Linked DNA regions of Triticum aestivum: region 1 is linked to region 2. The links are chromatin contacts, called in public Hi-C maps. All regions are on one chromosome and are shown on one strand. The core of a region is the stretch at or near the end of the contact, and the rest is flanking DNA. Distances in the headings are between cores, read along the strand shown.

Region 1 (2,780 bases), core at 267-2,766, 180 kb before region 2:
ATGGAATATATATTTTCAATCGTTCTACATATATTTAATAAATATTTTACAACTATATATAATTAAATAAAATAATACATATGTATTTTTAATTTTTGTTCTTATTTATCCACTTTAATTTCCATCAACCGATTCTCACAGCAACACGCGGGATCGGTTTCTCTAAAAAAGGGTGCCTAATCATCCGGTATGAGGAATATGAAAAAAAATACCGTCAGTCCAAAATATGAAGCGTCGGATCATCATCCAACAGACAACAACATGGTTTATCTTCTTCCGCATTTTCCTCTCCCCCTCGCCTCTCTTTAACGCATTCAAAACCGGCAACCTCTGCACGTCGCGACCTCCTCACCACCCCCTCCCCTAGCCGCAGCCCACTGTTGTGATGCCGTCGCCCAATGCCATCGCTTTAAACCCCCGACCTCCTGTCTTCGACAGCGGCAGTATCGCACCCCCCCCACCCCGCGCTCATGTTGACCTACTTAGACCAACTCTAGACGACCCCTACCCGACGATAGAGGAGTAAAATCCCCTATCCGGTAATAAAGGAGTAAAATTTTGGTTTTACTCCTCTAACTGCCACTTAGCCGATCTCCTAAACTGGTTAGAGGAGTAAAAATTTTCTCCTCCGCCTATCGGAGGAGTAAATATACTCGCCTCTAGCCGACAAACTAAAATCTGGTGGCTCTCCTTGCGCTCATTCTTGCTACCACCGACCCTAAATCCTCCCACCGCCGGCCCGACCCTAAATCCTCCCACCGCCACCGACAATGCATAAGCCAATTTGAATAATTCGATACGTAAACTTTGAATTCGGGTTGTAAACTATATTAGTAATTTGCTTGAACCTTCATATTTATGTTTAGTTTCTATATGTGTGATAATATGTAGTTGCAATATAAATTGGAATTGTGTAAGTTAGAAAAAATAAAATTATACTACGTTATATTTAAGGGATCAACTAGGTCCAGCCAAAAGTTAGTGGGGTTTCCCCTTAAAAGAAAGGTTAGTGGAGTAAACTAAGATTTACTCGTCCGAATCCTCCCCTATTTTATAGATATCGGTTAAAGTGGACCTTACTTGCTAGCTTCATGGCTGTCCAAAAATTAACCAAGGCTGGTTGTAATGGGGAGTATCATGTACTAGTATGATGCATATGATACTACCTATCTAATGCATGTATAATATATTAGTATCATGCAGTACTTTATTTATTGACATGCATGACACATAATAGTATAGCATTTATTATGATATGGTATCATGACATGATACTCAACCCTCTTTTTTCATTTAATTCTATAACACTTCATCAAAATTGTCTAGTTGATATGCATGATACTAGCTATGATACTAACATTATGACCAACCTAAAGCGCGTGGATTTTTTAGATACCGTGAAAATATTCCCCAATTATGTAACTAAAAACGACATTTCGAGGAGGCAGACAGGGATAGGGCTCCCCCTCCTCATCTGTCTCTCATCGTCTTAACGCCATGTCACATCAGATGTTACACGGTCGCTCGATGATTAGTCTACGAGTCGCGTCGCCCCGGACCTTTCGCCGCCATCTTCTGCCGTGGATGTGGAATCCCGACGACTGGCGACAAGGCACACCACCAGGGCATGGACTCGGCCGGTCAATTTCCGGTGCCAGCGCTCGCACGGTGCAGCTTGACCGACGATGTGAGGAGCAGCAGCATCCATGATATGATACACCTATACTACAATACAGGAGGCACCGATGCTCATCTACCCTAGGCTCACATGAACGAATATTTTTATATCTGACGAAAGTCACGGGCGAATGTCTAGAATTTTCAGCTTGCGCGCCTTGGATTAAGCAGCTGACCGTTTGAGCCGTTCGCGGCGCTGATTACGCAGCCGCCCCTAGCACCTCGGCCGGTGGCAATAAAGAGCAAGAGCAGCCCAACGCTAATCCATCCCCCTTGCGATATGGATATGGAGGAGATATGGACGCATGTGCACGGAGTCATGCTGATTACGAGTTGCAAAAAAGAAAACGAGTCACACTGATTAGAGGCAGATAACACAGCTCTAAAGACGCGGGGGCCTTCGCAGTTAACGGCGCTTTCGCAGGACAAAGTCCGCCGCGATTCTCCATTCCATGGGCGCTAGCATCTCCGTGCTTTGGAGGCATGCGGCGAGGGGTGAGGATGACCGTCGCTCTCGTCTTTTTCCTCCGTCGTCGGCATTTTGGATTTTGGAACTGCCGTGGAAAACCTGTTGATGATGATCGCCTGCCCGAAAGGGACTTGCGACGTCCCGATCCATCGTGACCGGGGAGAAGACCTGGAAGAATACCGGTAGCTGGTCAACGTGTGGCTCTCACGTAGCTAAGTATTCTCATAAATCTGGTGTAAGCATTCAAAGTGATGTGATCATACTGGTAGCTATTCCCTCCGTTCCAAAATAAGTGTCTCAACTTTATACTAGCTCTAGTACAAATTTGTACTAAGCTCAAGGCATTTATTTTGTGACGGAGGGGGTACATTGTTGACCGGAGCAGCTTCGAAGACAAGTCTTTGTGGCCCGTGTAAAAAAGACCTAGCTCTTCTTATAGACAAGATTTTTCTTCGTTGCCATAAAAAAGGTTTTTCCTTTGTTTTGCTTAGACCACATCAGATCTCTTTCCTTCATTAAACTTTACATTTCACGGACACATATTTTTTTTCTGCTAGAAAGCACACGGTACTATTATAGAAGTTCAGAAGAAGCACAAAGCACCCCAAATATAATTTAAATTACATCGAAGTCT
Region 2 (2,700 bases), core at 12-2,511:
AGACATAAGCAATCCCACTCAAAACTGGATCGTAGGCTTTTACCTTCACCGTAAAGGGCCGAACTAGTATAAACCCCGTGTCCTTTGTCCCGATTAACCCCTTTAAGCTTCCTAGTTGTGATGGCTCCACGACTAAGTCCTTTCATTAGGACATCTGACGTGAGAATTCCACGACAAGGACCGATCTTCTTGTTGCTCTTCTTGTTCTTCCATTTCTTGGATGAGGGGTCAAACCCAATTCCCTCCTTGGCAACACACTCCTTTTGGTTGTTCAAGAGGTCACTGAAGTTTTTCTCCCCTTGAATGCATGACACAAACCCTTTCTCAATTTGGGCTTTTAACTTGTTATTCTCCTCTCGGAGAGAGGTGCAATCGTGAACAAAGTTAGCCGTACAAGATTCATCATTTAACTCCATATGAGGTACGGAAGAAAGGGCCATATGAGGTACGGTTCCAGCTTTTCCATCGAATGGTTCCAACAAAAAATACTGCGGGGTGCAGCTTTTCTGCAGCTCCCCCGCCGCCCCGGTTGAGCGTCATCGCACACGAGCACTTGGCCGCTGGTGAGATAGCTTGTGGAGGTTGCGAGGAGCATGGGGGAAGATTGTGGAGGAGTAGAGCCGTGATGGCGGGAGGTGAAAGAAAGAGGAAAGGTTAAGGGGTAATGAAAGGGGTCGGTCGCGCGGGACCCACCATATACACGTGTCTCGTGCGGGGCGGTTGTTTCGTGCCGCGCGGGCCGGCGGAAAGTTTAGCCGGCCAGCCGGCTCCAAACGTTTTTCTAAAACCAAGCCCGCGTGGTGCTTTACAACTGCACACCACCATCCTAGCCTAAACACGGGTTTACATTAGCGTCGTTGGTTTCCGAAAAAAGCTCATATGACCGAATCGTCCGCACACGAATATCGTGGGGACCTGAACTCCGTTTCCCAGTTGATCAAACTACGCCAAGAGTGAAATGTACAAAGCGCACTATATAATGTCCAAAAAGTTAGATAGAAAAGCCCTTCTTTTTCTCGAGCAATCATTTTGTGAGCACTATCGAACCAAACGAGGATATTATACAGTAAAAAAAGACGGAAAAAGGCGAGAACGGCCGCAGAATATCGCGCCGCCGGTAGTGGTGGTGGAGTAAACGCCAGGCGGGTCGCGAGCTTCAAGCACGCGGGCTCACGGACGTGTCACTGCAGCGTGGCCCCAGCCGCGAGCCCGCTGTCATTCATTGACTGACAGAAGGAGACAGAACCGCAAGTGGCGCCCGTGCTCCATATATGCGCTCCGCCTCTGCCTGAGCACCAGAGCATTTCCAGTGCTCTGCTCCTCCGAGCTCGCTCTCTCTCTCTCTCTCTCTCTCTCTCTCTCTCTCTTCTCCCGCCCGTGTCCGCGTCCTCTGCGGGAAGCTTGCAGGCATGAGGAGCGGCAGAGTCCCTGGACGAGGAGGCGGTGACGGTCGTGGTGGAGAGACCGCCGCCCTCCTGTGCGGCCTCCTGCTCTTGCTCGGCGCCGCCGACGCGCAGGGCATCCGGCGCCCCTCTTCCTACAAAACCTTACGAGGTAACACCCCCGACCATCCCTTCTCCAGGTTGCTGGACGCGCGCGCTCCTCTCTGCTCCGTCTCGTGTTCGTGTGTTTGGTCCCGATGAGGGAGAGGCGTGTGAGCTTCTAGCGGGACTGCGCGCAAACTGATGAGTGCACATCGAATCTCCCCTGAAATCCTACAGCCAGTGGGTGTAGTCGCCTCCATGGTTCTCCTCCTGGAAACAAAAGCAAAAAGATTTCAGAAGGTTGACTGAGAATCCTACCGAGTTAATTAGTTAGTGGTGTTATCTTTCTTTCAAAAAGGAGGTTGAACATCTTTATTAAAGTTGATGATGTAAGGAAGCGAGGTCAAATACATCCAAAATTTGAGTTTGAATAAATAAATAAAGTTAAGGGATGATTCTGAGCAAATATTCAAGAGTTTGAATAACCGTGACTAACTGTTGTGCAGGTGATGCTCCCCTTGTGATCGCCAAAGGTGGATTTTCAGGAGTATTTCCTGATTCCAGTTATGGCGCGTTTTCTTTCGCATTGCTTGCTAGTGCACCTGATACAAGTCTGTGGTGTGATGTGCAACTCACAAAGGATGGTGTTGGAATTTGCCTTCGGGATATAAATATGTCAAACTGCACCAATGCTGCACAAGTCTACCCTGCGAAAAATAAAAAAGAGGCAAAATATGTTATCGATGGCGTGCCAAAAACTGGATACTTCTCTCTGGACTTCACCTTGTCTGAGATTCAAACGACAATTTCTTGTGAGTACCACTTTCAGCTTTCTATTAAAGCATACCATCTGTACATCTCAGTTACACATGCTAGTGAACGTGGACCAATATGAACTACAGTATGTTACTCGCATGCCTTTCCTCTGGCTCTTTCCTTGTTTTACACAGACATTATACAGTATGTTTTATATCACTTCTCTGCTCTTCTTTTCTTCAGATTACATGCTTTTCATCGCTCCAGTTTCTTAAAAAAGGCTTGACCTGATGATAAATTTGTAGCTATTCTTCTTACCTGATTATCCAATCTTTTGTGCAGTAACACAGGGGATTTATTCTCGCACTGAAAGGTTTGATACCATGTATTATATCCTTTCCGTGACAGACTTTCAGTCCAATGTCAAGCCGCCTTCTGTTTGGTTGAATGTTCAGGTTAA

The links. Hi-C and Micro-C count contacts between places; a contact is called where the count stands out from the background.
Region 1: a contact with region 2 is called in a Hi-C map of leaf, with 7 times the contacts expected there. The contact joins the enhancer-like site here to the promoter of LOC123156755 in region 2. A contact is called at or near these places in 4 of 5 Hi-C or Micro-C datasets (leaf and an unstated tissue) and 1 of 1 datasets of contacts at active chromatin or transcription factors (leaf).

Annotation. Positions count from the first base shown.
Region 1 is chr7B:207,475,692-207,478,471 of IWGSC CS RefSeq v2.1, reverse strand. No RefSeq gene overlaps it. Among protein-coding and RNA genes, the nearest start is that of LOC123156755, 180 kb to the right of the region's middle. Within about 2 kb of position 1,516, at least 2 of the 8 cell types and tissues checked have an H3K27ac peak or open chromatin away from gene starts, as enhancers often do. A contact at or near this core is called in leaf, where this site is marked.
Region 2 is chr7B:207,299,123-207,301,822 of IWGSC CS RefSeq v2.1, reverse strand. LOC123156755 (glycerophosphodiester phosphodiesterase GDPDL4) reads left to right here and starts at 1,261. Exons shown (of 9, transcript XM_044574932.1): 1 at 1,261-1,554; 2 at 1,991-2,296; 3 at 2,583-2,695. The coding sequence starts at 1,410.